2 separate regions of the Zea mays genome follow, and region 1 is linked to region 2. The links are chromatin contacts, called in public Hi-C maps. All regions are on one chromosome and are shown on one strand. The core of a region is the stretch at or near the end of the contact, and the rest is flanking DNA. Distances in the headings are between cores, read along the strand shown.

Evidence for each region. Hi-C and Micro-C count contacts between places; a contact is called where the count stands out from the background.
Region 1: a Hi-C map of tassel shows a contact between it and region 2, with 2.6 times the contacts expected there. The contact joins the promoter of LOC103645759 here to the promoter of LOC103645753 in region 2. A contact is called at or near these places in 2 of 25 Hi-C or Micro-C datasets (leaf and tassel).

What each region holds. Positions count from the first base shown.
Region 1 is chr2:1,823,878-1,828,068 of Zm-B73-REFERENCE-NAM-5.0, forward strand. It overlaps LOC103645759 (katanin p80 WD40 repeat-containing subunit B1 homolog), which reads left to right and starts at 1,253. Exons shown (of 18, transcript XM_008670466.3): 1 at 1,253-1,902; 2 at 2,329-2,459; 3 at 2,817-2,934; 4 at 3,022-3,248; 5 at 3,393-3,495. The coding sequence starts at 1,869.
Region 2 is chr2:1,537,899-1,542,010 of Zm-B73-REFERENCE-NAM-5.0, forward strand. It overlaps LOC103645753 (endonuclease MutS2), which reads right to left and starts at 1,623. Exons shown (of 7, transcript XM_008670455.4): 1 at 1,411-1,623; 2 at 1,164-1,339; 3 at 888-1,162; 4 at 1-613. The coding sequence starts at 1,423. LOC103645754 reads left to right here and starts at 2,814. Exons shown (of 5, transcript NM_001301489.1): 1 at 2,814-3,046; 2 at 3,169-3,222; 3 at 3,448-3,551. The coding sequence starts at 2,971.

The DNA.
Region 1 (4,191 bases), core at 3-2,502, 290 kb after region 2:
ATGAAGCCACCACCGAGATGGGAGCTGCCATTGATTAATTATTAGCTATCACTTCTTGCGCTAAAAAACATCATCCTCTTTGTGCATTGCATGAAAAATTACCAGCTAACTAGTATATAGCCTGTGCTAACGCTAAATTTCTCATAGAGTAGAGATAAGGGTTCGATGGCGCCGGCGGCGACGTGGGGAGGTGACGGTGGCTACACCAATGCGCGAGTGAGAGGGAGAACTTGGAGGAGGGGAGGAGGTTAGAAAGGAGGTGTCGCGGGAGAGAAAGGTGGGTGAGAGAGATTATCTAAATAATATTGGTCATTGGATTTGAGTATAAATATAAATTACAAGGGTAGCTATCCTGCAATTTCTTGTGGGTTGAGGGTTGACTTCCGTGAAAAAAAATAAATGCAACTAAAGCCTCCGTTTGATAGAGTTTCGGCGAGCTCTGTCACCTCGGTGAAAATTTTGCTTCTCCATCGGTTTTATACAAAAGAACTAGAACCATTGTGAACCCCTCCTCCGCTGTCCAGCACGCTGCGTTCAGTTCAACCAAGTACAGGACATTTGTCACCACCATTGATTACTCCCTACCTTATTTGGTTAGACCAAACGCTTAGATAGATGTGATTGCCTAATTGTACTACATGATAGCGTACAATCTTATCTTAGTAGCGTGTAAATGACCCGACAAACAACTCATCGTCATGTGTTTAGTGAATAAATCAAATTACTTCACGCGAAAGATTCAACTCTCTTCGGTTCCAAAATATAAGTTTGTCCTAAAACAACTTATTATAAATTAAATATAGTTTATACAAGAAAATCTGTACAATAATACTCCATCCGTCTTAAAATAACAGTCGTTTTAGCTCTGGCTTTTATGTCTGTATTAAAATGAATGACAATGAATATAGACACATATATAAAGTATATATAAATCGAATTTTATTTTAGGACATAGGGATTATTTATGGTATTCTAGACGTAAATTATGAACAGTTGTTTTATAATAAAAGTGTGTTTAGTTCTCGGTTATCTTTTCTATAAACTTGTTTAAAGTTAGTCGATCAAATTGAAAAACTAAAGTAAACTGTAATAAATTAGGCAGCGAAGGGCGCTGGTTTGATTTGGTTCTGTACGTATTATTGTTGTGTTCAAAAAAATTCAGTTAAACTCAGAACAAAAAAATAATTATCAGGAGATGGAGAAAAGCAAGTTGAAAAAGGTTAGAGAATACAGACTTGGAAAATGCTATCATAACAAAACGGGAGGTGAGACGAGCTGAAGACAAGATCCACCTCCCCCCACTGCCCAACGCCGCAGCGCCATTTTTAATCGGCGATCCCTCCTCAGCTCCAACCCCCAGCTGTTTTTAATTCGAAAATTTTCGAACCAAGCCCTCATCTCTCTCGTCTTCCACCTCCTGCCTTCCCCACCCCACCGCACAGCGCCCTGTCCGGCCCCAGCCAGAGACCAGACTAGACAGCTCCGTTTCCCCTCCCCGTCCTGCATCCATCTCGACCGCGCACCAAACCCGAAAACGCAGCCACATTCCCTCCTGCAGCCACCCCCCCCCCCCTCCGCTCTCGCGCCCCTCCGCTGCGCGTCACTCCGAGCGGCGGCGGCGGCGGCGGCGCCCGCCCCCACAGGGCAGTGGCGGCGGCGAACGAGGGAGGGTTTGTTCCCCGGAAGAGGGAGGGAGGCTCTGGCGGGAGTGTGTTACGGGCTTACGGCCGCCTCGTGCTGGTGACAGGCGCGGCGCGAGATCCGGGCTGGAAGGGCTGGCGGGTCCCGTTGGTGGCGCCGTGGCGTCGGCGTGATCTGAGATGAGATTGGACCCGGCTGCGCGGTATTCGCTGCGGAGGTAGACGGCCATGACGACCAACACCAAGCGCGCCTACAAGCTCCGTATCCTCGTCGCTTCGTTTGCGCTATTTCGCTTCCTTTTTTTAATTCCTTGTCGGGGTTGCTGCATAGTGGTTTTTGTATGACCGATCCATCGCTGCTGCCGCGGTCGTTCAACCAGTAGAGGGGAACATTTGGGTCAGCAAGTTTGAGAAGGAGCTCCCGACTCTTAATTTTCTGTTTCTGTTGAGTTGTTAAATAGGTATTTTGTGGTTGCGAGATTCGGCAGGTCACATTTAGCTGTTGGTGATTATCGAGTAGTCGTTACTGATTTGTCGTTTATTATCCTAGAAGTGCGATTGCTGGCATTCCGGCATGTATGTGAAAATGTCTGAAGTGGTACATTGATGCAAATAATATCAGTCATCGAGGGAGATTGGGCTGTTAAATTCGCACACATTGGAATGCCTTGACTTGCATTTGGTGTAGAGGAGTTTGTGGCGCACTCGTCCAATGTTAACTGCCTCAAGATTGGGAGGAAGACCTCGCGGGTTCTTGTCACAGGAGGAGAGGACCATAAGGTCAATCTTTGGGCTATTGGGAAGCCCAATTCAATACTGGTAAGACTGTTTTTCTAGTTCTGTTTCTACGTATGGACTGATTGTAAACTGCGGCTCCACAGTTGGGTAGGAAAACAAAACTCTTAACTCACTTGAAAAACTATTGGCTGACCTAAGTGGTTACAAGATGAGAACTTCACCTTTTCAACCGCTAACAGATTTTTATGTAGCACAGTTCTCCTTATGCCAGTATTCAATTAATAGAAAGATACTTTTAAGTTAGTTATATCAACCTACCGCACAGCAATGCGTTTTGAGGATGGTTCGTTTATATAGTTAAAATAGGTGTCATGAATAATGTTTCTTAAGGACGGAGTACTTTATTTAATCCACTTTAACTTTTTGGTGGCCGTACAGAGCTTATCAGGTCACACAAGTGCTGTGGAGTCGGTTGGTTTTGATTCCACGGAAGTGTTTGTGGCTGCAGGAGCAGCCAGTGGAACAATAAAGCTATGGGATTTGGAGGAGGCAAAGAGTATGCAGATATGAATATTTAACTTACTATATGTGTATATGTATGAATCGTTCAGTAATTGCATCTCTTGGCTCATTTTCTATGCAGTTGTCCGCACTCTTACTGGACATAGATCAAACTGCATGTCAGTTGATTTTCATCCGTTTGGGGAATTCTTTGCCTCTGGGTCACTGGACACTAATCTGAAGATATGGGATATAAGAAGGAAGAATTGCATCCATACATACAAAGGTCACACACGAGGGGTGAACACTATTAGATTTACACCCGATGGGCGGTGGGTTGTGTCTGGTGGCGAAGATAATATAGTAAAGGTAAGAATTTGCCAATAACTCTATGCTGTGTGTGTTCAATTGCTAGTTCTTCTGCTGGAATTTGATTTTTCTTTTGCCTTAATATTTCTAATGAAAAAAATCCTTTTTTTCCCGAACATATTACAATATGTTTTTCTTTGGCAGCTCTGGGATCTGACAGCTGGAAAGTTATTACATGAATTCAAGTGTCATGAGGGTCAGATCCAGTGCATAGATTTCCACCCCCACGAGTTCCTTCTGGCAACAGGTTAGATTCAGAATTTACAATGCTTATCTGTTTCTTGACTGTTATCTTTTCTTTGTCCCTTTTGGTTGTACAATGTAGTATGTACTTGTTTATGGTAAAATATCAGACTTCTGTCTTGGTATTTGCTTGAAGAAAAAACTCTTCTATTCGTTGAGCTAGTAAATTAATTTAAGTATTTAGGTGCTCTCTAAAACCAAGCTTGGCATTTGTCCGTTAAGTGGAGAAGCTGTTTAAATATGATTTCCTAACTAGACCTGAACCAAACTGTAATGGCTGTTCCTTTGATGTTTTAAGTGGTAAAGTGTAATGGATCATACTATCGCTGTAATTGTTGTCTGCCCCACCGCACCTCATAATAACTTTTTGATTGTTTACCAAAAAAATTCCTAGTAGTCATATCTTGGCATAGTTCAGCTTGCTGTAAGTAAATCACTATACATGTATTGTGTAAAATTTTCGTTATGAGATATCATGCTTGTTTTCGTTGGTGACATCTGTAAGAGATGCATTGAAATTTTGTACGATACGTTCTATATAAACTTTCTTTCCATGTCATCAATTAACACATTTCATTTTTTGTTTTGTTGTGAGACACATTCTCTCCTGTCAGGCAGTGAAGAATGTATTCATATGTTTGTGTGGGAGCTCAGAAGACTGTATTCCTTTTGAAACTATATCTCTCTTATGTAAAACTTG
Region 2 (4,112 bases), core at 373-2,872:
GCCCTCAATATAAATTGAATAGTCATTGCACTGGTCTGATTGGCTAATGGTATAACTATCAGTGAAGGTTGGTCTGACACTGTTTGTCCATAGGGCATACGACCCTCTAGCACAAGCAAGGTCCAATTCCAAAACATTGTCCATCAAATTTCTGATCTTCAGTTGGGAGTCTGCAATCATTGAGGTAAGCAAGCTCAATACTACCAGTTCCTCTGCTCTCTCCTCTCCTGAGAGTTTAACTTCCCTGTTGTTGAGCTCAACAGCATCCTGTGGCTCCATAAAGTATGTTGCGCCAGAGCCACTGGAACTTAGAACGATTCCACCAGGCATCAAATGCTTGTGTGAAGCTTTCACACCAACACACATCCTAGAACGGCGCTTGGTGACCAGAGGGTTATCAATCCCACCTGCTAGAAAAATCTTTGCAGCTGTATCTTTTAGTAGAGATTCTAACATTTCGATGTTCCTCCTCCTTTCTCGGCGGATTATCTCTAGTTTTTTGCTTGCCCGATCCAGGACAAGAGAAAGGGTGGAATCAAGGCAAAACTCTATCCTTTGAACAAGCTCAGTTAAGAAGTCACAACCTTGTAGTATATCTACAAGAGAAGAGTACCTGCAGGAGAACAAATAGAATTTTTTTTTTGAATCTGAAAATAAGAACCAACAAATATTTATAGACTCTTGTAATGTGTAAGAATACGTGAACAGTAACCGGTGAATTATCAGCACTATGGTTTCCATTCCATCCACAAAGCTATGACAAAACTAATATCGACTATCCATAATACACAGTCACAATGATCAAACAAAAAGATACTACTAACGCCTGATGATGGCATGTTTCAATGCCGTCCAATTCATCAGCAAGCACCAAAGCGATTCCTCACCTTCCATCCGGCATTTCATCGGCAAGCCTCTTCAACTGGTGGAACACTGCCCGCACGGCACGGATGCTGCGCCCAACTGCGCAAAGCTCCCTCACCGCCAGCGCGCGGCCCGCGACCGCCGCAGCGACGAGCGCGGACACGTCCTCGACGCCGCCGAAATCGAGCGGCGTCGGAAGCAGCACCGCCGCCGCCGTCTGGTCGATCAGCCTCTCGCTCTCCTCCCGGCTCCGCCCGACGGGGACGCGCCCTCCCTCGCAGGCGGCGCGGCCCGCAGCAGTGGCGGTGAAGTGGGCCAGCCGCTCGCACACGCCGCCCCACTCCAGTGCTGACTCCGTCTCCAGGCGTATCTGCCTGGTCTCCGGCGCCTCCGGTGAGGAGCGAGATGGTAGGTTGTAGGAGGAGGCTTCGGTGGCCGCCGCTGTGAGCCGTCGCGGCTGCTGACGACGTGGGATCTGCATGAAGCCGCGCGTGCGGTGGGAGGGCCTCGAGGAGAGGGTCACTGGGAGGAGAAGGGCAAGCGTACCTGTGGCAGCCATGGATGGCGGACGTGGATGCCCCGTTCGCTTACTTCCGCTTCCGCCCGGGAGACGGAGGGAGGTCCACACCGAAGGACTGCTTCCCACCGACCTTATCCAAAGGAGATTTTTACATTATAAAACACGGCACGGTGGGCTTCAACGAAATGGAAGTGCTCAGAAGGAATTCGACGATTTGGAAACCCACACAACACATAGTCACCACACAGTCGCTGATATGGACAGGGATTCTCTCTTATATACGACAGACAGAGATTTAGCTGCTAGAGATAACGCCATCAGCTAATTGTGACCTTTCTTTCACCTTTGCCGTCAGCTACTCGTGCATTTTCAGATTTAGTTTTCTACTGTGCCCGCAGCTTTGTGAGCCCTATAATTTATGTGATAGGCCTCCCTGCTTGTGAGTTTGTTCTGGGGCTTAAGTTTTATAATTCAAGTGGTTCATCAAAGCTTGTGGCAAGTAGAAAGTTCAGGATTTTATCATTCTGCTGTTTCTCTAGTCTACCCACTCTCTTCCCTTCGGTACTGGGAGGAACCGCAGAGTAGACATCATTCAGTTAGTGAACAAAATCAGATTCAAAAATCAAGTTTTATGTGCACATTTTCTATTCTACACATGCAAACTTGATGTTTGGACACACACAAACCTGAAATTCATGTGCACATTTTCTGTTCTACACAGAACTGAAACCAAACACACACGGACCTTCTCACACACACAAGGAATACACTGAAACAAGCATATTGTTTTAGTCCTCCGGCACACTAAAACAAACACAGATCTTGGTGGAGCTCCGTTCTTCAGTTCTACTGCTGCCTGTGAGCACTGATCTTCAATTTCTTCCTGGGGAATACACATATCTTGGTGCACATTTTCCGGTCGGCTCCAGCTGCAATGCAGGGGATGGGGAATGGGGAGAATAGGTCACAACAGCTAGTACTCCTAGCCGATCTCCACCCAGCCAGCACTGCAATGTGGACGGCACCTAGCATCTATTGGAGAGAATGGGAAGGAAGAAGAGAGAAGGAGAGCTGATCTTCAGGAGGAACTCATGGGCGACAACGCCGGGAGCAGTGACGGCGTTGCGGACGACAGCCATGCTCACACAGACTAATCCTCACGGCGGAGGATTAAGCTGTGTCCAGCGCGCCTTAGAGAGAATCCATGTCTATACCAGCGTCTGCACATCGTGTGGGTTTTTAAATCATCGAATCTCTTCCGACGTCTTCGTTTCGTCGAAGCCGAGCGAGTCGTGTTTTATAATGGCAAAAATCTCTATCCAAAGAGAGCCTTGAAAAAAACACCTCCAGAATTTGCTCTTTATTATTTGCAGTATAATAAAACACCTCCCCAATTTGCTCCGCACCGACCAGCTGACTGCGTGCGAACCGAATAGCGCGCCGCCGCCGCTCCCTCTCCACCTCTATTTTCTGCCCCTCGCCTCCCCCATACCGGGGCCCGGTAACCAGCATCCCTCGGCAGCCGCTGCCGACCGATCCGTGTCCGTGCGAGACGCGGGAGGGATTGGCGCCGGAGGCTGACCGGGATGTTCTCCGGCGACTGGACGCCGCCGTGCGGCAGCTGCTGCACCAAGAAATACGCGAGCCTCGTGCAGATCCCATGTCAGTGCCTCCGTTCACCTTCCCCCCACCGCGAAAGGGGATCATTTGGTCGTTTTGCTCCACTCTAACGGGTCATCTCTTCTCCTCTCCTCTCGGTTCTGTCATTTGGTTTTCATTTACAGGGAGGGTGTTCTGCAAGAAGGGGTGCAACGCGGACGGCGACACCTGGGACGAGTGTGAGTATCAGAGTATACTTGATGTCATCCCCTGGACTGAGCTATTTTTGGAGCTATATTGTTTGATTTCAGAATTGCTTGCTCTGTTTCTATGTCGATTAAGAATTCATCGTTAGCAGTAGGTATCCTTGTCTCCTGTCATAGTGTCTGTCTGCCTCTGGTAACGTGTGTATGGTATTGCGTCTTCTCGAGGCTGTAGCGACTTACTCATTATCAACTCCTCAGGCATAGGAAAATGTACTGAAATATGCTACAAAGATCCGGTGTTAGAAGATCGCCAGTGGAGCGCTTACATTGACCGATCTCCAGGGCAGGATAGTTACTCTTTGGTGAGTCCATCATTCTATTGTTTGATCTGGTTACATCATGTAGAAATTATTATATAAACCAAACATTTACCATCTATTATGGTTATTGCTGCCCATCTACAAACACAACTTTCCAGCTGTTATCATATTGAACATGCTCCTTACAAAATCAAGTTTAGAGGAGCGCATGGTTAGGGGAAAAAATGGATAACTGATCCAATTTTGGACTATTTTATGCAGTCATTGGAGTTGTTCTTGGCTAATATAGTTATTTTTTAATATCTCGTTATTGTGTGATTTGCATAAGCATGGCACTGGAGGCATTTTTTAGTATGAAGTGCGTAAGGCTATAACTATGTTTGGTATTTGTGATGGATTATGTAACCCCTTATACATTTTAAAATTTATATGCTGAATGGAACCATGAAGTAGTTATCCCTTTCTTAAATAGCATAAATGCAGCGATGTTTCAACATATTTACAGGCATAATGACAGTAGAATGTAGTCAGTTTCAGTAGATCTCACGGGTAGATTTGTTGGTTGAATAAATTCTGGATGGTATACTAATTTCAGTCTGATGG